Linked DNA regions of Mus musculus: regions 1, 2, 3, 4, 5 and 6 are each linked to region 7. The links are chromatin contacts, called in public promoter capture Hi-C maps. All regions are on one chromosome and are shown on one strand. The core of a region is the stretch at or near the end of the contact, and the rest is flanking DNA. Distances in the headings are between cores, read along the strand shown.

Region 1 (2,822 bases), core at 275-2,774, 1.4 Mb before region 7:
CTCGATGACGTCATTGTCCTTCATAACTGGGATGGGCGAGCCGGTAGGACAGAAAGTATACTTAGCTTGACAGTAGGGATCTGTCTTCGGACGGAAAGAGAAGCGCCTGGTGAGAAAGAGAACCATCCTCAGAATTGCTCTTCTAACAATCTTAACACGGGGACAAAACCTGATCTAACTTACAGCTATATACCAGTTGTCAGGTGGGAATGTCAATCGGGGCTTCTTTAGAGTCAAAAGACCAGTCAGCCTCCGTCTCCTGGTATTAGATAAAATACTTTGAGATTTACAATCTCTTTCTTGTTTTATTGGGTATTTAAGGTTTTTTTTTTCTTGTGAATATTTTCATGAAAACCAACCTCAACCCTAAACTTTTTTTTCTCTCATATATATTTAGAAGAACCAATTCATGAACAGAACACATGAATATTTAAGTTTGGCAACTGCTGGTTTTCACCAGAAATGCGAGGGCTACTATCATTTCCTGTTTTCTGTCCAGGGTATGTGAGCATGAAGATTCTGAGTTAAATTCCCTAAGACCGCACAGAGGATGAGCAAATGGGACCAGATTTGGTCTGCAGCCTTCAGAACTAAGAACTCCTTAGAGGAACATGCATCATGCCATGAACCCCCCCGCCCCTCATTCTGTTATGCAAAACATATGCTTTCAAAAGCTGCATCTCTTTCCACTTCACTATGCCCACGCCAGCCACCACTCCACCCACCCCTGTCCCCCGCAACCCCGAAGACCGAGCGCTTCTTGTTTCGCAATTCCCCACAGGCTGTCAAAACTTAGCTAAGTCAAAGACTGCGATCACCTCCTCAGGTCCGGAGCCCTACCTACCCTCCAGGTTGAAGTGGACCAACAAGGTGATCCTGACTAGCCTAGGGAGGAAATTCCCCGGGTCAGTCAGCTAAATTCCCCATTTAGCTCAGTAAGGACACAGGGGAGCAAGCAGGCTCCCTGTAAATTCTCCCCAAATGTTATGCAATGGCAGCTAACGATAAGGCATGAAATAATTGCAGTGTTTAAAACATTTTAACCTGCTCTCCAAGTCAGTAGCACCTAAAAGTCACTCCGTGCAGTGATGTCACTCTCCATTCCTCCCAGGACTCTGAACTGCCCAGAACCGGTGAGGATCCCCGAGTTGCCAACTATTTAGGAACTATGCTCTTAGTGTCGCCCGCCCTGTGCCCTGCGTCCCCGGGCGCGCTAAGGTATCGGATCCGCCCTCTCCAAGTCCCCTCCCCGCCCCGCTCCGTCTCACTCACTTGTAGGGCACCGGCCAGCGTTGCCCAGACGTCGGGGACGCGCCCAGAATCGTCGCCAGCCCGAGCAGCGCCAGCGCGAGCGCCGGGCGCCAGTGCGCTCCACATGGCCCCCCGCGCAGCATCCGCGGCTCCCTGAGATCCCGGAGGCTCCGGGGCCCCGGCGTCGGCCTTGCGTGCGCGCCGCCGCGAGGAGCCAGCCAAGCACCAGCGCCGGCTTGGCCGTGTGACCTCCGGGCGCGTGACGCCTCCCCTGTCCCGGCCGGGGCGGGGCGCCTCTGTTCCAGCGCGCGTGCGCTGGACGCTAAAAAGCCCTGTCCTCCCGGAAGGGTGAGACTGGTACTGCAAAACTCACTCCAGCCTGGTGGATGTGTGCTATGCCTCTAGCGCAAAGGTGCTTTCTGCCCTCCCCGCAGCCATCACCAGCCAAACCGTAACAACAATAAAACACTTATGAACTTTCTTGACCCACATGGCCCAGGCCAGTCTCCAACACAAATCTTCTGCTTGGAGACACTGGGTGCTCAGCGGAATTAAAAAATGAGGACATTACAGGAAATGATTGCCCTCTCCTGGCCTCTCTGAGAATGTTGCAAAGATCAGCAATGACAATATGCTTTCCGTGCTGCCATCGGCATCACCAGACTTGGACTGCTCTGCTCCGGTTCTGTCCTCTGCCACACTTAGTATTATCCGTGACTCTTCAAAGCTTAAGACCGACCAATAGAGCTAGGTTTAATCCATTTATCCTCCGGTCCTCCTTTGTCCAGTAAGTGTAAGATTGCTAAGAGCATCACGCCATACGGAATCAGGCTGTTCAGGCCACTGCACTGAGTGATGGCAACCAAGATCACTCACGTACGCTGGAGATGAGACTGGAACAGGCAGTATTTTGGAGATCTCCTAGCAAACCCACTATGTGTATGCACATAGGAGCTGCATGAGGTCTGAACTACAAAGCGAACACGGGATCCTTTTTGCTTGCCAACTCTGAAGCTCAAGAAGAGATAGAAATGTCAGATCCAGAAACCCTTTATCAAAAGTTTTGGACCTATCTGGGTTGTAGTGTGAGGCTGATATTCTCAGAGATTCCTCTGCCAAAGGTTCTAGCTGTTTCGTCCTTGCTGATGTATTTTCCAAAAGGAAAAAAAAAAAAATTAAGTCTGTAAATTTTAGGAGACAAAGTTTCTCAGGGAATGAAAAAAACAGGGTGTCATCATGATACTTTAACGTGTCCTAGCAGGTGATGGCTGGCTTTCTCTTTTTGACTTCAGGATGATAACTAGCCAGGCAAACGTGTTAAGTTCAAGCTCATCTTTGCTTTCTTATTTATAACTCTGTGAACTAAATAAATCACTATTCTGAGAAGGGTTTCCAGGTTGCTAAAGGTTCTGTCAAACACGACATGCTTTTTTGCTTCGGACACACCAATTTTCTAACCACATTTTAATGAAAGAGTAATGATATTTTAACTAGGTTTGTAGGCCTTAGATATACTCACCTGCTTTATAGGTGCTTAACTGCCCTAAACAAATACATCAACTGTATTGTAG
Region 2 (2,984 bases), core at 368-2,867, 1.3 Mb before region 7:
CAAAGGGTAGACATCATTATTAAGACAAAGATCTTTCTGGGCTTATTGTGATTGACAGCCTGTCCTTCAAAGTGATCTGATAACTGTTCAGATGGCCAACCCTTTGCCTCTTGGCTGCTCTAAAGGAGATGTAGGTAGTCAGCCTTGAATTCTCCACAGCCTGATGCCCAGCAACGTATAAGAGCATTTATTAAAATTGTGGTTTTTCAGAGTCTCCTCTATCTTGGGCTTCTTGAAGCCCTTATCTATTTATTCACCAAAAACCAACGATCAGATAACAGACCACAAATTTGAGATTTCAGAACGTGCCAAGTGCAAAGATGGGAATTTGAAGAGCAACCTGTCTCATTCCCCTGGGAGACCATGGAAGGTTTCCCGGCAGTGGCAGAATTCTGTGGGCTGAAATTTGTGCATGACTCCAAACGCTGAACAAGTAGGAGTCCATAGAGAGCATGGCTAAATCTGAAGGGCCTTCAGACCTACACAGCCTTTCTTCTCTGGTGGACGGTCTTGTAAAGTACAGAAGAGAACGATGGAGGGAGGAGGAGAACACGGGTTACTGGACCTTTAGAACAGTTATGCATGGGCTAAAAGTAAATTATTTTCTATACGTGCATTAACATTTCAAGGAACAAATAAAACATCAGCGGAATTTTAGTAAAATAATGAAATACTAGTAAAATCATTAAATACTAATAATACGAATAAAAGAAAATATTAGATTGGAATTTTCTGGTGCGATTTACAGATGGCTGAAAGCAACCGGAGGCCTCACGTCCCACTATTGGAGGCGCTTATTAGCTTTTCTTGCCCACGCAGTGTAAGCCCCTCCCCCCCCCTTTGTGTCCACCCAACTTCCTCTCCTAGTCATTTCTGCTCACTGCAGTACTGTGTTGTGGTTTCCTAACCAAAGACTTTATGCTCTCGCAAAATAATCTAACAGAGCATTTTCGCGAAGCATTCGCTTGTGGTTTCTAGGGATTTTTCGAGGCTATACGCTAGTCACATAGTCACGTGAAAAACCTTTGGGTGGTCTGGACTTGAAGGGACCGGTGCATCCTTTCCAAGTTAGTGTCTCTTCAGAACTTCCAGAGACCCGGGGATGGATCTCCAACAGCAGCGCTCTGCACTGTTAGAAGCGGGTAGGTCTAGAGGGCGCTAGCCGCAGGCAATCAAGCTTTTCCACTCTGCCAGAAAGTTTCCAACCCCTTCTGGAGTCCCCGGGTGCCGGCTGCGGTCAGCCGAGAAGGGCGGCGGGAGGGGAGGTGGGAACACAAGAGGATCGCTTTAGTGATCAGCCTCCTGGAGAAGCGCCTGGAGGCTCTGACCCACTGCGGAAGAGGAAGAGGAGCTGGGCCCGGAGCGGGTGGGCGGACGGGCGGTGACAGTCCGGTCGTCCCCCGGAGCGCGCGGGTCAGGGTGGAGCCTGCAGCCCCGAGCCGCGTCAGCGTTTAGCATGCAAATGCATTCCCCGCTCCTCCCCCACCCCCACCCCGCCCCAGCCCTCCCCGCCCCGGGAGCGAGCTCAGCGGCTCCGCAGCCGCCCACCGCCTCCTGCGCGCCGCGCCGCCCAAGCGGGCGGCTCTACTTAAGCGGCGCGCGGGCCGCGACCCGCCACTCGCCTGGAGCGCGCGGGCGAGGCAGGCGCAGCGCACCGGGGCTCTCGTGGGCGCACTGCTGCGCGCTCGCACCGCGCGGCTCTCAGTGGCCGGCCGCCGCCTGAGCGCAGGGCTCCCCGATAAGAGCCGCTGGGGCTTCCGATCGCGACCCCGCTCCCTGCCACTTGGCCCATCCGGGCCACCTCTTTTTGGCCATGGCTCTGGCGGACAGCACCCGAGGATTACCCAACGGGGGCGGAGGCGGAGGTGGCAGCGGCTCGTCGTCGTCCTCGGCGGAGCCGCCGCTCTTCCCGGACATCGTAGAGCTGAACGTGGGAGGGCAGGTGTATGTGACCCGGCGCTGCACCGTGGTGTCCGTGCCCGACTCGCTGCTCTGGCGTATGTTCACGCAGCAGCAGCCGCAGGAGCTGGCCCGGGACAGCAAAGGCCGCTTCTTTCTGGACCGGGACGGCTTCCTCTTCCGCTACATCCTGGATTACCTGCGGGACTTGCAGCTCGTGCTGCCCGACTACTTCCCGGAGCGCAGCCGGCTGCAGCGCGAGGCCGAGTACTTCGAGCTGCCGGAGCTCGTGCGTCGCCTCGGGGCGCCCCAGCAACCCGGTCCGGGGCCACCGCCGCCGCACTCGCGCCGCGGGGTGCACAAGGAGGGCTCTCTGGGCGATGAGCTGCTGCCGCTGGGCTACGCAGAGCCCGAGCCGCAGGAGGGCGCCTCGGCCGGGGCGCCTTCGCCCACGCTGGAGCTGGCTAGCCGCAGCCCGTCCGGGGGCGCGGCGGGGCCCCTGCTCACGCCGTCCCAGTCTTTGGACGGCAGCCGGCGCTCCGGCTACATCACCATCGGCTACCGCGGCTCCTACACCATCGGGCGCGACGCTCAGGCGGACGCCAAGTTCCGGCGGGTGGCGCGCATCACCGTGTGCGGCAAGACGTCGCTGGCCAAGGAGGTGTTTGGGGACACCCTGAATGAGAGCCGGGACCCCGACCGGCCCCCGGAGCGCTACACCTCCCGCTATTACCTCAAGTTCAACTTCCTAGAGCAGGCCTTCGATAAGCTGTCCGAGTCGGGCTTCCACATGGTGGCGTGCAGCTCCACGGGCACCTGCGCTTTTGCTAGCAGCACCGACCAGAGCGAGGACAAGATCTGGACCAGCTACACCGAGTACGTCTTCTGCAGGGAGTGAGCTCCCCACGCCCGCCCCTCGCCACTCCGGTGCCCACTTCCCTTCCTCCCCTCGGGGGACAGGATTATAGATGCCCTCGCTTCCTCCCTGTTTCCCGATTCCTTCTGCCCCCACCCCCAGATCTCCTAGTAGGTCACCCAGACCCGTCTGCACCCCACTTGCGAATCTGCAGCCACAAATCCTCTGG
Region 3 (3,120 bases), core at 254-2,753, 1.7 Mb after region 7:
TGGGGCATCCTGAAGGAAAACGCTTTATAAGCCTAGGTCTTTAGTAACCATCCCATTTGGTCTTCGTTATAAAAGGTTCCTTCCTACCGCCCTGGTGATTCGTTGGCGTGCCTAGTACTCATCACAGACCCTGACGAGGCTACAGTTTGCTTCAGGTGTCTCCGAAACAATGTAGAATCCTGAGCCTATAGGGAGGTTTAAGGTGTGGTTCAATACAATCAGTACATATATGTTCTAGAAAGGGTTTGTGCCACAGCTGGATGAAAAGGGAACTTGTAGGGAGTGATGCAGAATTTGCTTCAGTTTGCCCAGAAGAGCAGTGCTCTGTGTCCTTGTCACTGTGTGGACACTGGAACTGCTCTCCTGAGCTACAAAAATACGGAGAACATTTATATATCAGAATATCTACTTAACAGTCTGAAAAAAAAAAAAAAGCCATGACTTTATTCACCCATAGGGTGATGTTAATATTCTTGCAAAATCCCTTTATTTCCATAGGTTTTGCCCATTCCTCTAATCATTTCCTTAAACATCTGTAAAGAAAAATACTACTTTATGTGGGAATGCAAGAGACAAGCAAACTCACTCCTGTTATTTTTCACTTTTAGACCTGAATTATTTTGTGAAGTTTACAAAGCCCTGTAGCTTAACTTAAGAGTGGACTGATGTCCTTCGGTGGAAGTAATTTACAGTAATCTTCCCCAACCTGCATGGTATTTATTTGTGAAAGACAAGGAAGTATGGAATTACCATGGAGAACAGAAACAAAGGCCGGAGGAAACCATGTTCAGAACAGAAGAGAGTTGCTGCCACCTAGAGGTGGAAGTGGGTGTCGCTGAGAGCTGTAAATGGTTGATGTCATACAATCCTAAAACCAAAATGCAATCTAGGGACATCATCTCCACCTCTAAACAGGAATGGACTCATTTGGCCTTCTAGCCTCCATTAAAACTGGGCCTTGAATGCTCAATAAGATTGTAGTGGCTCGGGGTTTTTGTTTTTGTGTGTTTCATTTTTGTTCTCTTCAGCCTTATTTCTTTCTGTTCCTGCAGTTAGTTCTAACTCTCTGAAAGTCTTCGTCCTCCACAGCACATTTGTGAGCCATTTGCAAGCTAGTGGGTAATGTCTTTTCCATACTCTGGGCTACCTTTTTTCCAATGTTATCCTAAAATTTCCACTAGGGATGCCCCACTTCTCATCAAATTGTGTGGCTCGTGCAATTTTACTTTTTTCCTAAAACAGGGCAGGAGGCAGGGGCAAGCTATGTGGTTGGAGTCCTGGGAAGACGGGCAAGAGGAGAGGACCCTGAGCCTCACCTGAATCATGTAAAAACCTGGTAACTGCCTATAATCCTAGCATTTTGGAGAAAGATGCAATTGCATCCAAGAGCATACCAGATGCCTGGATTGACCCCGGAGCTACATGTTTCTTGCCTCCTCCTCCTTCCGCATGCCCTCACCATCCCTAGCTGGATGCACTCCTTTAAGCTCCTCACTGGCATCCCTCAATAGAGGGTCTTTCACCATGCCTAGTGATCACTGCCAAAGGCCAGTGGAATTACTCCTGGGTTCCTAGCTTAGCTGTTTTGGCAAGAATTTGGAAGTCCAGAGTCCTTACCATTGCACACGAGTCCTTTCCCAGATGTTTGAAGCCCTGCGCATCATGCACAGAGCCCTTACCATTGCACACGAGTCCTTTCCCAGATGTTTGAGGCCCTGCGCATCATGCACAAGCACTTGCCCATTTTCCTTCCTGTGAACTTTCTCATCTTCCTGGACCCTAAATTTCAGCCACATTCAGTAGCGGAACATGCCACAGCAGGCTCCGGCCACACTGATCACTAAAGCCACTATATCCGTTTCGGTACTTTCGCCTTGTTAGTGGGAAGCTCAGGAAGTTTTGAAAGATTTGTCCAAGTTTGCAGAACAAATCAAACTCAGGATCAGCACATCTTTCTTCTAACTATGGTGATTTTTTTTTTTCTTTCCATTTTTTGGTGACCATTTCCCATCTCTTGAAGCATACTTCAAGAAGAGCAGAAGAGCTCAGATCTGGGGAGCAGGGAGGGGTTGCCTCCTGTTAACCATCTCTAAACGTCAAACCATCGTCTCTGTTTCTTGCCTGTTTGTAACTACTGTGCTGGACAAAACCTTTGAAGTGTGTGTGTGTGTGTGTGTGTGTGTGTGTGTGTGTGTGTGTGTGTGTGAAACAGACGTGTAGTTCTGAAGCTCACGCGCAACACCTGCTCTGTCGCTCCCTAATTAAGAGATGCAGAGACAACATTGAGTCCTTCCTGCTCTTGCCTATTTAATTTATAGGGATAATCCGATGCTGAACGAAGGGGACTTTGTAGGAGAGGACTTCATAAGCCTTATGAGGCAAGTCGGTAAAACATGGCTCTGCGGCATTGTCTTTTTCATTTTTTTTTCTCTTAAGTAAACCTTCTTTATAATGCTTTAACAATACAAACTTTGCCACATTTCTCTTTGTTCCTCATTTCCACGAGCCACATACTATCTCGAGATGTTCTAACTGCACTCCTCGCCTCCACCTGCCTTTGGAGACCATCCTTTCTCCACTGGATCCGGGGTTTCCTCAGTGGGCTTGCGAGGGAGCTCTATCTCTCTGCTTTTGCTCTGCCAGCCAGTTCTCCATGGCAGAGGGAAAACCGGCTTGATTAATACAAGCTTGCTTTTCCTATCTCCTTGTGATTGTAATTAGTCTGACGCAGAAGGTTCTCCCACTGAATGAGTGTTGTGTGGCTTTAAAAAAACAAAGCAAAACAAAACAAAACAAATCTGTGTCCTTTGAGTATATTCATTGAACGGGTTTATTTGTGGCTTATATTAATGGATTTGAAAATTGACCTTGTAGTTGTTACTGTGATGCCTTTCCAAAGCACAAATAACCCTCAGACATTGCAACTCTGGATGTGAAACATAACTTCAGTGCTGGATCCAAGGTTTAATAGGAATAATGTGCATGCCATTTTAGCTTGAACAGGCGCTTAGATAACTTTGCTCTTTAGTCTATTAGCTTATTCAACAGCTACAGAATTTTAAACAGCACCGAGAAGAGTGTCAATCTTTGGGGTAAAGACTTAAATCATTTATAGTTCCA
Region 4 (3,215 bases), core at 652-3,151, 1.4 Mb after region 7:
CAGTGCCCAGTGACTGTTGACAGAGTGTTTCCTTAAGCAGGAGGTAGCAGGATTTGGAACTTCCCATGTCTCAAATAAATCCGAGACTTGGGGAAGTGCAAAGGTCAGCACTGCTGTCTGAGAGTACCAACCCCTCCCCCAACCCATGACAACAGGCTCTTTGAAAGAATCCTTTTTCAAAAGATATTTTTAATCCTTTGAAAATTATATACAGTATATTTTAATCATAACCATCCCTGCATCCCAACTCCACCCAGAGCAAACCTATCTCCCTACCCCTTTTCTTTAACCAAGTTCTGCTTGTGTGGCTAAAATAATCTTGGGTGTCAGTCTTGCACCAGAGTATGGTCTACCAGACCAAGAGTCGCACTCTGAAAGAAAACTGACATTTCTTTTTCAGCAACTCCTAGTTGCCTATAGTTCCCCAGGAAGGAAGAGGACTCTGTGCCCTTCTCCTTGCTCCATGCTGGGATTTTGTCTGTCTTGAGCTTGTGCAGGTCTTGTGTATGCTGTCACAATGGCTTCGAGTTCATATGTGTTGCTGTCCCTTTGTGTCCCCCAAACATTGTTCCTTTGTAGTATTCCACTGCCTCAGGCTCCTAATCTTTTCACTCCCCTTTCCACAATAATTCTCTGAGCTTGTGAGCAGTGTGATATTGACACCACATTTAAGGCTGAGCACTTCCCAGTCTATTGTTGTGGGTCTCTTGCTGATGGCTTTGTGCTTCAAAAAGAAGCTTCTCAGATAATAGTTGAGCATTATGGGTTGAACAATTCATTAGGAATCAGTTTAATACTGTGTCCATTTAGCAGAATAATAGCATTGGGTTCTCCCCTAGGGACTATGATCTATCTAGCCACAGACTCTTGGCCCTGATGATGATTGCTAGGAATGGGTTTCATCTCATAGGACAGGTCTTAAATTCCATGAGAATACCGTTATTGCCATGACATTTGTGCCATTATTGCATCTGTGGGTGTATCTTGTCAGGACAGTTGTTACTATTGACAATCAACACACGTGTGGCTGGATAGGAATGATAATTGCACCTCTCCTCTGATACCATGAGTAGCACCTTCTAGCACTATAAAAGCCACCTAGGAGTTTGGACATTTCCAAGTCAGTACTAGCTTAAATTTAAAAAGGAACAGCTCTCACCTATTGTCTCCACCCTCCCTCAAGCATCCCTACTCCCCCAAACCTCCCCGAATTCCAAAAGGAAATAATGAGCTAATTATATGGTCATATCACCTGCTTATAGATAATCTTGAACATTGCGAAGATGTGGCAATATGAAGTCCACTAATTTAAGAAAATTAAGTTTCAAAAATTGTAAAGAATAGTGTATTAATTGTATATTACCTCTTTTTCTCTTTTTGTGAGCTATTTCTAACAAGGGCTAATTTCTTATATTTATAATTGTTGATATAATTTATTATAAATCCCATGAAGATATTACAAGTATTAAAGATTTAGGGGCTTGAAGAAACCCATTTTTGTCTGCTTCATGGTTCTCATATTTTCATTAATTTTGCTTTTCAAATTTTTTTTTTTAGTTAGTATGTCCTATGCACAAGAACTCTAAAAGATATCAGCAAGACGCAGCAATTGTGTCTGTGGACACTGCCCTAGAAGTGATAGTTGATGTGTTCCCCCATCCATTTTCCATTGAAGCCAACAAGACTTTGTACCCGTGTCCCCCAGCCCCCAAATGATGTGTGACAATCAGAGACTCATCTGATCAAAGTGCTGAGACTAAGTGACTGAGGGGTACTCACCCTTAAACAGGACATAGATAGCAACCCCATCGCCACCTTCCAAGGCCCAGGGAACATCACAGAGGAAGGACCGGAACAATCTTAGAGTCAGAAGATGGAGCAGTGTTGTGAAATGTTCCTATTCAGAGTTGACACACACAGAGCTGTGGGGACCTGCATGACACTGGGCACTCTGACTTCCTGTGACAGATAACAGAATGTGATTCTGAAGACTTTGATCATACGGGAGGAGACATCATTGTCCCTGATGGTGTAATCACTGGGGGACAAGGTGGGAAGAAGAAGGGCTTCAGAGAAGGCTACCAGAGGGTAACAAGGGGCTGGATAGAATTACGATGCATTCTGTGTATGTCTGAAGCTGTCAAAAATACAGAAAGAGATTCAGGAAGACATGTGCTTGGATCAGTGCATCTCAACCTGTGGTTTGGCAAGGGTTGCATATCAGATATCCTGCATAACAGATATTTACTCTGAGATTCAAGACAGTAGCAAAACTGCAGGTATGGAGCATCAACAGAATAATTTTATGGTCGGAGGTCACCACAGCATGAGGAATTATAATTAAATGGCTACAGCATCAGGTAGGCTAAGAGCCATTGACTTGAAGCATTAGAAAGCGGAATATAATCTAGGGTAAAGGTGAGTGGCAGAGCTTTGCAATCATTGGCTTTGCTTCCAGGTAAACTTGCATTTCTACTTAGGTATCTTCTGTGAAGAAAAGATGGGAGTTGCCTCGAGGTCATCATGGGAATCTAACCATATCCCCTGCATTGCACCTTGGGTGCTAAGTTCCTGTGGCAGAATATCTGATGGTTCCAGGAGGAAGGAAAATGTCAGAGCTGCTGCTGATTCATTACATGGAGTTTTACGCTTTTCTGTCAATATTCAGACAGTTGCTCATTCTTTCCCCTCAGCATCAATTTAACATAATAGCAATCACAGTGCAGCATTGCGCTGTGGCCAGTTTTGTAGCGCCGGGATGGGGCTTGGATCTTAATTTTTTTTAACCATTTGTTGTCGCATCTCTTTCAGTTCATTGTTTCTTCGCTTGTTAAAACTTTATGAGCTGTAAGAGAGTTTAGCTTTACAGACTACAGCCTGAGGCTGTTGCTGACACTGTCACCTGGTAGCCATGTAGAAGTATGATTAAATCCTTTTCTCTTACTAATATTTTCCTCGGGTTTAGTGACATGCTCCCGAGGTAATGGCCACATTACATCTAGGAGTCCACTTATGATTTGGCATGCTTTAGACTGACAACCCCTGTGCCATTTTTAGGTGGGGGAACCCACCTTGCCAGGATTAGCAATTGTAATCTTTATCGCAGTAAGATGTGATGTTATCATCAGCATCTTAGCCCCATAAAGGCAGTGGTGTGTGCTTTATTTCTAGTTCTATTTGGTGATGCCTATTTTTGCTACTGTGTATATATGCAT
Region 5 (3,150 bases), core at 311-2,810, 1.4 Mb before region 7:
TGTATCAGTGTTTGCCTGCACGTATGTCTGTGCTCCACTTTCAAGGACCAATCAGATCTCCGGGGACTGGAGTTATGAATGGCTGTGAACCACGTGGGAGCTGGAATTCTCTACAAAATCACCAAGCGCTCTTAACTGCAGAGCAGTGCTCCAGCCCCTTCAGTTCATATACACAACGTCTAATGTTTAAATCGGGTTAGTCATTCTAACTCCTCAGACATATTTTTTTCTGGTTAAAAAGATTAAAACTCCTTTCTTCTAGTTTGTTTAAATGTACATTATATGGTGACGGTCTTAAGTGTGTGACAGAACCTGTTCTCATGACTTCATCTTTTAAAAAATATAATAATTTACTCTGGGCTAGAGAGACAGCTTAGCAGTTAAGAGTGCTTGCTGTTCTTCCAGCTGATCTGAGTTCAGTTCCCAGCGCTCAGGATGAGTGGCTCACATCTGCCTGTAAATAACTCCAGCTCCAAGGAATCCAACATCCACTCCAGACACCACGGGCACTGCACTCAAATGCGCGCGCCGCGCGCACACGCGCACACTCACACCTACAACAAAACGAAAAGCTTATAAAATTAATAGTAAATTAAAAACAAGTACATAAAAGCATTTTAAAGTTCAGCATGTTTTTGTTCCGTGTGGTGGCACATTTCTTCAATCTCAGCATTGAGCAGGCTGAGGTTGGTGGATCTCAGAGTTCCAAGCCAGCCTGATCTACAAAATGAAAATCAGTATAAAGAAAACTGAGGAGGGTAGGAAACGAAAGAGAGAGAAGAGATCTTTACTTTGGAGAAATAACACAGAAAAAGCAGAAGGCATGGTATACAGCTAACCTTAAGATTTTCTGGGGACTTTTCTTATTTTAGGAAAAACTCAGTATCTCCAAGTCCAAACTTAAAAAAAAAAAAGTCAAATATTTGATAGCATTTAAAAGACTCCTTGACTTACAAAACGCTCCACCACCCGGGAGCGAGGAGTGGGGGTTGTCTTTTTTTAATTAGCCATCTGCTTCTTCACACTTTACGTGTTTCTGAAAAGAAATCTCAGACTTGGGGGTTCTGTTTCATAAGTAAATGTGATTTTGAAAAAGTTATGACTCATTAAAAAAAAGCCTTGGAAAAATGGAAATGCAAATATTGTCTTAAGAAACCCGTAGTGATCGCAACGTCCACCACGTTGATTTATTTATTCTTTTTCTAGGTACAGACAGCAACCTCAGAGGCTCCCTTGGCCGCGCCCTCCTCGCGGAGGTGGGTCGCTGTCAGGTGATGTTTACGTCCGGTAGGGGTGCGTCCCGCCCTGCAGACACTCCCTCCGCCTTTGGCGTCGGCTCCCCCGCCCTAAACTTTCCGGTTTTAACCCTGGGAAAGGCCAGCCACGTCTGGCGAACACCAACCCGCCCACATTCCGCCCCTAAACAAACTTGGCCAGGGACAGCCCGGGAGGCTGGAGCCGCCTCGGTGCGCGCGCCCGGCCAGCCCCTTCGGCCGCGCGCCCGCCCCCTCGGGCGGGGACGCGCAGGGGCAAGCGCGCGGCCGCGAACTGCGGGCGCCATTTTGGATTCCCTAACTGGGCCGAAGCTTCGGGCTCGCTGCTGTCGATCGCTGCTCGCCTAGGGCGTCTCGGGCGGGCGACGAGGAGGTGCCGGGGCGAAGGACACAGACCGCGCGGGACAGAGAAGGGACGCGACGCTCTCCTCCCCACACACCGGGGCAGCCGGAGCCGCAAAGGTGGAGCCGCGTCGGCGCCCGCCGCGGGACCAGCGTCTCGGATGCGGGCGGAGCGCGGGGGGCCGCGACGGCGGGAGCTCGGAGACGGGGCCCCGGGAGGCCTCATGTGAGAGGCGCGGGAGCCGCCGCCGCCGCTGCCGCCGTCGTCCGCGCGGCCCGGGGTGCTGTGTGGGGGAAGCCGCCCCCGGCAGCAGGTACGGCGGAGGTTCGGGGCCGCAGCCCGGAGTCGGGCGGGGAGGTCGGCGGCGGCGGCCGGGGGCGCGCGCGGGGCGCGACGGGAACAACGCCCCGCCCCGCCGCGCCCGGGCCTCGGTGTCTGTCAACAAGGCGTGGCCGGCGCGGCGCGCGCTCGGTGGCCGCGCGTGGCGGGGCAGCGAGGAGGACGGGCTCCTCCGGGCTCGCCCTGGGCGGCGCGGGTGCAGGCGGCTGGAAAGCCCGGGGGCCTGGGCGGTCAGTGTGTGCGGAAGCCGGGCCGGGGAGGCGCACGGTGGAAAACTTGGTGAACTTAGGGGCAGCCGCCCGGGTCGCGTGCTGCAGACCACCACCCGGAAGCCGCCCGGGCAGGGCATCGCCGAGCCGCGTGCGAGGTGAGAGCGGGCGGCGGTTTTGTTGGTAATGGTGCCTATCCCACTTGCCCAGATGTTTGTATCTTTTGCTTACACCAAAAGGCGAATTTAAAAAAAAAATGTCCCTGTAGATGTTAAAATGTCTGTAACCCGCCCCGTGTTACCTGTGTGCCGGCTCCCGGTTGTGTCTTGTCTGTGTGTCCAGTCCCAGTTCATCTATATCCACTGTGCTCTCACCATTCTGAGAGTTAATCTTTTTCGTATTGTTCCATTCTTGTATTTCAGCCAAAGAATGTGTGTTAGGTTTCCTTCTATGAAAAACAAAACAAAAGGGCATATGCAAATGTAATGCCAGAACGGGACTTTTAAACCTAAAGTACAAATTTTTTAAAAAATATTTTTTGCATGTCCAGAATATGTAAATGTTTAAAGACAGTAAGGGAAGTTTGGCTCTTGGTTTCAGTTTAAGGAAATGTTTGATTAGCTCACTAATTCTTGGTGATGCTCAAGTTACTGGGTGTCCCTCATTAGTTGCATCTTGGACACTTGATGTAAACACTAGCTAAAGTTGTTGCCACCATACTTTCTCTGGGTTCTTGAAACACTGCAATAAATCAAAACTGCTGGAGCCCAGTTTTCTGTGCTTAGGAAATCGCATTGATATTTAGTGTCCTGTTTTATACACCACACTCTTCCTGTTCAGCTATAAAGGGCACTTTGACTTCCACTAGAAGCAGTATAAAACCCATTACTCTAAACTAGTTGTGTACTAGTGAATGCACCGAATTGTTCTTTATGCAGCAGAGCTTCATGTGCAGATAGTTAAAATAAAAGCATTGGAAATTTCG
Region 6 (2,887 bases), core at 268-2,767, 1.9 Mb before region 7:
GTTGTTCCGTATAGCATGAGAGCTCTAGAGCAACTTCTATATTGCAGCCTTCCTTTCTGTAAGCATCAAAGATATCTTCTCTGGTCCTGTTCTTACGAGAGTCAGTGGAGTGGGATGAGACGGTGTATGCGCCTCTTTGGAGCCAGAGTTCTGAGAGCTGACATGGGACAGTTTTCTGGACTAAACCCCTAGTGGTATTCTAGATTTCCTCTGCATGTGCATATGTTGAAGAAGACCCAAGCCTACCTACAAACACACATCTGGCTTGCACAAGTCTTCTCTCTAAACCTCCACTTTTGTGTCTTGAGTTATGTATTTGTTATAGACGCTCACCTGTCCAAGGCATCATGGGAGTTGTGCCGGTTGAGCACCACCCTGCCATAATTTCCGTCTCTGCAGAGAAAGACCAAAATTAAGTTACATCAAAAGTTACCATAATGTTTGCTAAGCATCAAATAAGAGAGACAGGAAGAGAGCTACAACTTTAGGCAAGGTTAATTTGCTTTACTCCGTGCCTAAGAGCACAACCATAAATCTAAATTAACCAGCCACAACTTGCAGGATCAGAATGGAGTAAAACTAGTTTGACGGTACAAGTCTATTTGTCCCATGAGATTTCCACAATCAGTCAGTGCTTTGTTTAGAGTGATTAAAAAAAAAAAAACCCAAGTGTGGAAACATGAGAGCATTGACTTTGTGTGTACCAGTTCTTTCCAACAAGAGGAAAAGACAAACGTTTTCTATCAGCGTTCTTCAGCTGTAATTAAGCCTACGATGTCTGCCCGTTTTGATGGATTTGACCATTTGCCTTGGCAAAACACAGGGAAACAATTGCTAATGTTTCAAATGAGGGAGATTAATCATTCATAGGAGATTAAGCCCATTTTTAAGGCATTAGAATGCATGTGCCTTCAAAGACCTCTCAACTGCGGCAGGGAAGACACTGTTTCTGCTAGCCAGTAAGTAGATGAGGTCATCAAAGGTTTTGTGGCTTCCTAGAATCAGAAGATGAGCAACTGACAAAGGCGGCTCAGGACCCGGATCTTTGTTTCCCCTGCCCTCTTTACTACTCAACCCTATGATAGAATTGTATTGTATACATAAGTTGCCAAAGCAATGCCATTCTGACTTTGTGGAGTGGGCATGGAAGCCCAGGTGACATTAGGATGTGGCCTGGGAACTCAGCAGAGGGCAAGTACCTGAACCTCTTCCTGCCAACTCCCCAAACCTGAAACACCACCTCCGCTCTCCACGGGCTCCATTAACGTCACTCAACATTCTGGAACTATGTTTAACAAAGCTATAAAAGAAACTGGACTAGATAATTAAAAAGAAAGGTGAGCAGAGAAACTGAAAATGATCTAGCACAGCAGCATGCTCAGAAGGCCAAGAGAAAAGCTTTCCTCTTCCTTGGACCTTTCCGTAAAACCTTAAAGAGCACAGCAGGGGCCGGGCACATTCTTGCCCGAAAGCAAATGATAGCACCCAGCCCAGAACTGGGCCAGTAGGAGCCAGAAAAGCACCTAAGCCAACTTCCCCTCCACTCAGCACCTGCCACGCCACCCAAGCCGGCTTCCCCAGACCTGCTTAGGGAGGCTTGCTCGGCATCGAACAACATTCCCACCAACCATGACTTATTGGTGTTTTTACCTTCACCCGTTAGTATAAGTACTTGGAAGCTAAAACTTATTATCGATGTTTGTGAAAGAGAAGTGCTCTCACTGAAGAGCTAAGTGTGGACTTGTGGGAGGAAGTGGTAGTGCTCAGTCTAACAGTGACTAAGTCTCCCCACATCACTATATGGCAGTGGCTAAAAACGATACGATAACAAAAGTTAAAAGATATTTTTATCTGGCATTGCCACTTATAAGTATGCTCCTCAGATAAGCACATCTGGATAGTGTGCAGATAGTATGCTCCACAGGTAAGCACATCTGGATAGTGTGCAGAAGTTTAGAATAAGTACTCTTAAATGCAGTTTCCCAACGTGTGGCTGTTAACATTGTGGTTTGAGAGTGTTCCACTGTGAGGTCTACTCTGCACTTTTCAGGATGTTTACTGGTCCTTTGGACTTCCATTCGCAATGTGTTAGGTGTATTCCCCAATTTCATGACCAAAAATATCCCGCAACATTGCCAAATATCCCCTGGGGTAAATTGCCTCTGGTTAAAAAGCATGGATATAACGGAAAGACAGTGGATCATGTTAAAATATCAATTCAGCCACATAATAGCTATGTGGCCATTTGGATAAATTACCTAGCTTCTCCGAGCTATGGATTTCTCTCCTATAAAATGAGATTATAATACCTACCTTATATGTTTATGAGAATTAGTGATGCTTCATCAATCAAATGCCCAACATCAAGCTTAACACATAAAGAAGTCGGAAAATGAATCCATAGCTATGCATAACTTATAATATATAACTGATAATGAAGATGGAACCAGGCTAGATGAATATCTCTCATAACCTATGTTACTAACAGGCTCGAACCCTATAGCCATAGTTTTAGTTCTTTAAATACATAGCAGCCAAAGCAATGCTCAAAACCAGTGAAATTTTGCTCTTATATAAGGCCACATTCTTCCAACCACCTAGACGTAGATGGTCAGATGGGACCAAAATGGATGGGAATTTATAGATTTTATTCATGCATGTAAAAAATTTTAGTTATTATTGTATTTATAAACTTGAAAAATTACTGGCGTGATCAATACATCATAGAGGGGATTAACTTGTCTTTGGGAAACTGGGATGGCTTGCTTGCTTTTCAGTTTACAAAGGAAACTGTTGTAGATGACAATCAAGCTCTCTTTCTTTTGTATGTGAATATGTTTCTAAAAGTGCAGACTTTCTTAAGTGTGTGGTACAACTAAGTTATGCC
Region 7 (2,936 bases), core at 414-2,913:
TGTGAACAGCAAGGCAACGGGGAAGTGCTGGCTTTTAAACTTTACACAGTTCACCTTACTAAGAAGATAGGAACTGATGCTAACAAAAATATATAACAAACCCACATAAGCTACAGGGAGTCAGGCCAGTGAGTCAAGGCTCCTCCCACCAGCAAATACAGAAGACCTGTGTTTAATCCCAAGGACCCACCTGAGGGACTGAGAGAACTGAATCTAGAAAGTTGTCCTCTGACCTCCACCCGAAATCAATGAAACAATAAATGAAACAAAATAAATGAAAACACTTTCAAAAATTCCAAAAGACAAAGGATGTCACCTCTAACATAAAGCCTGTGTGTTTTATACAAAGAATTTGCTAAAATGCTTTTAAAAAAACCGTTAAAAATAACAATAATAATAATAATAATTGGAGGAAGGGAGCAGGTTTTTAGGCAGCATTTCAATTCAGGCTGGGCTGGAACTCAAAATCCTCTTTACCTCAGCCTCCCACACGCTGATACTGGCAGACATGTACCACGATGTCTGGTCTCAAAAAAGCATTTTTAAACGTTGATAATAGATCTTTATCCTTCGGTTATGAGAAGAAAGATGGAAGAAAAGGAAGAAAACTATATAACAAACTAAGAGAACTGTTAAAGGTGAACTAAATCTGAGAGCAGAAAAAAAGGCTAATTAATACATATCTGTGCAAATATATATATATATATATATGCATTCCACCACCTAATTTGGGGTCTGAAAGGCATCCCAAGCCCCAACCTTCAGTATCCAAAACAAACTCCCTTTTAAGAGTAGCAGGTGGCTACGCATTGCAGGACAACCATTAAACCGGGCTTTGTGTGGTACAGGAGGCAAGGACCAGGTCCACCTTCGAAAGACGGGGAGAGAAAGGGGGCGTGGCAGGGAAGAGAAGGACCTCGATGGGGCAAGAGATGACTGAAAGGTGATTTCATTGTACAGGAGGTGGATGGAATTACCAGAACTGGGTGGGCAAGTTTACAAAGCCGGGAGTCAGGAAGTGTTGGCAAATTAGTCACCTTAGAAGGGACAGGGTCAAGGAACAGGATGGAACCCGCAACGGCAAGGAGACGAACCAAGATGGGGAAAGGCACGGGGTGGGGATACCAGGCGAGGGGCTACCAAACCTCAGACCCCGGGTGCCCCAGGCAGCGCCGGCGACGCGGGGTCCGACGGAGGGACAGAGGACGCTCGCTGCACCGGCATCTCCCCGAGCCAGGTGGTGGCCCGAGAGGGGCGGAGCCGCCCACAGCCGCAGCCTGGGGCCGCCTGCCCGCCCGGGATGAGATCCCTGGATCCTTGGGGATGCAGAGGTGAAGGCCAGCGGGGAGGCTGGCGGGGAAGGCGGGAAGGACTCCGGGGTCCGGGGTGACAGGCACCGACCGCACTCACCTGGTTGGTGACCTGAAACGAGACACAGAAGAGGGTTTAGCGACGCGCGCATGCGGGCTGGCGCCGGCCTCCCGACCCGCTCAGGCCCTGGCTGCGGAACCCGGCCGCGCTCACCTCAGGGTTGGCCTCCAGCGGCAGCCAGCGTTGACCCTCCATGACTGCTCCGCCGGCCGCTCTCCAGCTCTGACAGCCGCCACCACCGCCGCAGCCGCCGCCGCCGCCGCTTCCGCCCCCGCGCGCTCCGGCCGGCACCATCCAAACGCCGCCCCGAGGGGGAAACCAACGAATGGACTTCCACGACCCCCAAGACGCTTGATCTCTCCCTACGGAGACTCAGCCCTGGAGTTACTAATGAAGTTAAAAGGCAAATTAAACTGATAAGCCTGAGCCATGTCCTAGTTCATGAGAAAAAGAAGCTTTGATCAACGGTGAACTCCCCTCACACTTGGACTCTCCCTTCCCCCGAGCGAGCTCCCGAGTTCTACGCATGCGCCACCGGGCCGCGTGCTCGCAGGCAACCTCACCTTCTTGCAATGCCAACCAGAAGCTCTAGGGGGCGCGTCATGGATTCCTACTCTGTGAGAGTGGGACCGGTTTGCTAGCCTTAAGGCAGCCAAGCCAGAGGGGTTGACTCCTTGGAATCATGGTCTTCCTGCTCCTTTGTGAGGATACTGGAATGATATGTTGGCCTTATCTGTTATTGCACTGCCCGAGATACAGGTAATAGGTAAATGGTGGATATAGGTGATAGGTAGATAGATACTCAGTTCTGCTTGAGAAACAATATGGAGCCACTACAAAGAGGAAATCAGGCAATGTACTGTTTGGTACAAACTGAAGGACTTTAAACAGCATTTTGAAATCCATTCGCCATCCCACTAAATTTCAGGATGACAAATGTAATGATTTTGTTTGTTTGTTTGTTTGTTTGTTTGTTTTTCAGGGTTTAACTCAATGGCTAGTACATAGGAGATTTCTCAAGGGCTATTTGAGAAATGGTAGAGCACTTGTCTAGCATGCTTGAGGCCCTGGGCCCAATCTCAGTGTCACAAAGGAGAGAGAAGTGGAATAATCATGTATGCAGAAATACCATCTGTCAGTTATGTGGGGAAATGCAAAAACAGGAAAGTTGACACAAGGTAACATTTATGAAGACAGAGAAGCAGAAGATATTTCAAGGAGCAATCCTTTTGATATGTAGGAACCAAGAGTCATGGCAGGACTCCAGAAATTTGATCTGATATATATTACTATTCTGTATCGAAGAGAAGGATTTCAGGGAAAGGTTAGTTAAGAAGTGAGAAAAATATTATTATGCTGAATTTGTCCTTCTTGGGAAATTTCCAACTCTCCCACGCATGCTCTGGCTATTATTTTTATAACCCGGTGACTCTTGTAATCCCTTGACTCCTCCCTATTTGTCTGATGGCTTGATGCCATATCTGTCCAACCTCATGACTTGGTAAATCTGGCAATGCTGGGCTCATGATCGGTTAGCTGCAGTTGCCTGATCTCTTGTGGTGCTT

What was found. Promoter capture Hi-C pulls out the DNA fragments that hold promoters and counts their contacts.
Region 1: a contact with region 7 is called in a promoter capture Hi-C map of embryonic stem cells, with 6 times the contacts expected there. The contact joins the promoter of Cln5 here to the promoter of Uchl3 in region 7. A contact is called at or near these places in 8 of 39 promoter capture datasets (the C10 cell line, the HPC-7 cell line, cranial neural crest and 5 more), 4 of 484 Hi-C or Micro-C datasets (B cells, CD8 T cells, the G1E-ER4 cell line and 1 more), 7 of 115 datasets of contacts at active chromatin or transcription factors (astrocytes, differentiating embryonic stem cells, embryonic hindbrain and 3 more) and 2 of 9 other capture datasets (adipose tissue and liver).
Region 2: a contact with region 7 is called in a promoter capture Hi-C map of pre-B cells. The contact joins the promoter of Kctd12 here to the promoter of Uchl3 in region 7. A contact is called at or near these places in 15 of 39 promoter capture datasets (the 3T3-L1 cell line, the C10 cell line, the SN4741 cell line and 8 more), 1 of 15 datasets of contacts at CTCF or cohesin (large pre-B cells), 10 of 484 Hi-C or Micro-C datasets (B cells, CD4 T cells, CD8 T cells and 7 more), 7 of 115 datasets of contacts at active chromatin or transcription factors (astrocytes, embryonic forebrain, embryonic midbrain and 4 more) and 2 of 9 other capture datasets (embryonic stem cells and liver).
Region 3: a contact with region 7 is called in a promoter capture Hi-C map of cranial neural crest. The contact joins the enhancer-like site here to the promoter of Uchl3 in region 7. A contact is called at or near these places in 7 of 39 promoter capture datasets (cranial neural crest, embryonic stem cells, frontonasal cranial neural crest and 4 more) and 3 of 115 datasets of contacts at active chromatin or transcription factors (astrocytes, forebrain and stem cell-derived neural progenitor cells).
Region 4: a contact with region 7 is called in a promoter capture Hi-C map of liver, with 2.3 times the contacts expected there. The contact joins the enhancer-like site here to the promoter of Uchl3 in region 7. A contact is called at or near these places in 3 of 39 promoter capture datasets (hippocampal neurons and liver) and 2 of 115 datasets of contacts at active chromatin or transcription factors (embryonic stem cells and pro-B cells).
Region 5: a promoter capture Hi-C map of the HPC-7 cell line shows a contact between it and region 7, with 6 times the contacts expected there. The contact joins the promoter of Fbxl3 here to the promoter of Uchl3 in region 7. A contact is called at or near these places in 17 of 39 promoter capture datasets (the 3T3-L1 cell line, 3T3-L1-derived adipocytes, the HPC-7 cell line and 11 more), 1 of 484 Hi-C or Micro-C datasets (CD8 T cells), 5 of 115 datasets of contacts at active chromatin or transcription factors (embryonic forebrain, embryonic stem cells, extraembryonic endoderm stem cells and 2 more) and 2 of 9 other capture datasets (adipose tissue and liver).
Region 6: a contact with region 7 is called in a promoter capture Hi-C map of neutrophils, with 6 times the contacts expected there. The contact joins the enhancer-like site here to the promoter of Uchl3 in region 7. A contact is called at or near these places in 7 of 39 promoter capture datasets (the 3T3-L1 cell line, cranial neural crest, embryonic stem cells and 4 more).

The regions. Positions count from the first base shown.
Region 1 is chr14:103,068,918-103,071,739 of GRCm38.p6, reverse strand. Cln5 (ceroid-lipofuscinosis, neuronal 5) reads right to left here and starts at 1,524. Exons shown (of 4, transcript NM_001033242.1): 1 at 1,273-1,524; 2 at 1-106. The coding sequence starts at 1,394.
Region 2 is chr14:102,981,270-102,984,253 of GRCm38.p6, reverse strand. It overlaps Kctd12 (potassium channel tetramerisation domain containing 12), which reads left to right and starts at 1,617. Exons shown (of 1, transcript NM_177715.4): 1 at 1,617-2,984. The coding sequence starts at 1,814. The coding sequence ends at 2,797. Mir5130 (microRNA 5130) reads left to right here and starts at 1,622; the gene lies at 1,622-1,705.
Region 3 is chr14:99,929,779-99,932,898 of GRCm38.p6, reverse strand. All of the region lies in intron 5 of Klf12 (Kruppel-like factor 12), which reads left to right. Among named protein-coding and RNA genes, the nearest start is that of Gm22970, 160 kb to the right of the region's middle. Within about 2 kb of position 1,503, at least 17 of the 459 cell types and tissues checked have an H3K27ac peak or open chromatin away from gene starts, as enhancers often do.
Region 4 is chr14:100,221,192-100,224,406 of GRCm38.p6, reverse strand. It overlaps a transcript of Klf12 not described here. Among named protein-coding and RNA genes, the nearest start is that of Gm41231, 63 kb to the left of the region's middle. Within about 2 kb of position 1,901, at least 7 of the 459 cell types and tissues checked have an H3K27ac peak or open chromatin away from gene starts, as enhancers often do. A contact at or near this core is called in liver, where this site is marked.
Region 5 is chr14:103,097,942-103,101,091 of GRCm38.p6, reverse strand. Fbxl3 (F-box and leucine-rich repeat protein 3) reads left to right here and starts at 1,560. Exons shown (of 5, transcript NM_015822.3): 1 at 1,560-1,930.
Region 6 is chr14:103,530,796-103,533,682 of GRCm38.p6, reverse strand. Scel (sciellin) reads right to left here. Exons shown (of 31, transcript NM_022886.2): 4 at 334-393. Among named protein-coding and RNA genes, the nearest start is that of Scel, 19 kb to the right of the region's middle. Within about 2 kb of position 1,517, at least 39 of the 459 cell types and tissues checked have an H3K27ac peak or open chromatin away from gene starts, as enhancers often do. A contact at or near this core is called in neutrophils, where this site is marked.
Region 7 is chr14:101,652,694-101,655,629 of GRCm38.p6, reverse strand. It overlaps Uchl3 (ubiquitin carboxyl-terminal esterase L3 (ubiquitin thiolesterase)), which reads right to left and starts at 1,663. Exons shown (of 9, transcript NM_016723.2): 1 at 1,525-1,663; 2 at 1,411-1,422. The coding sequence starts at 1,566.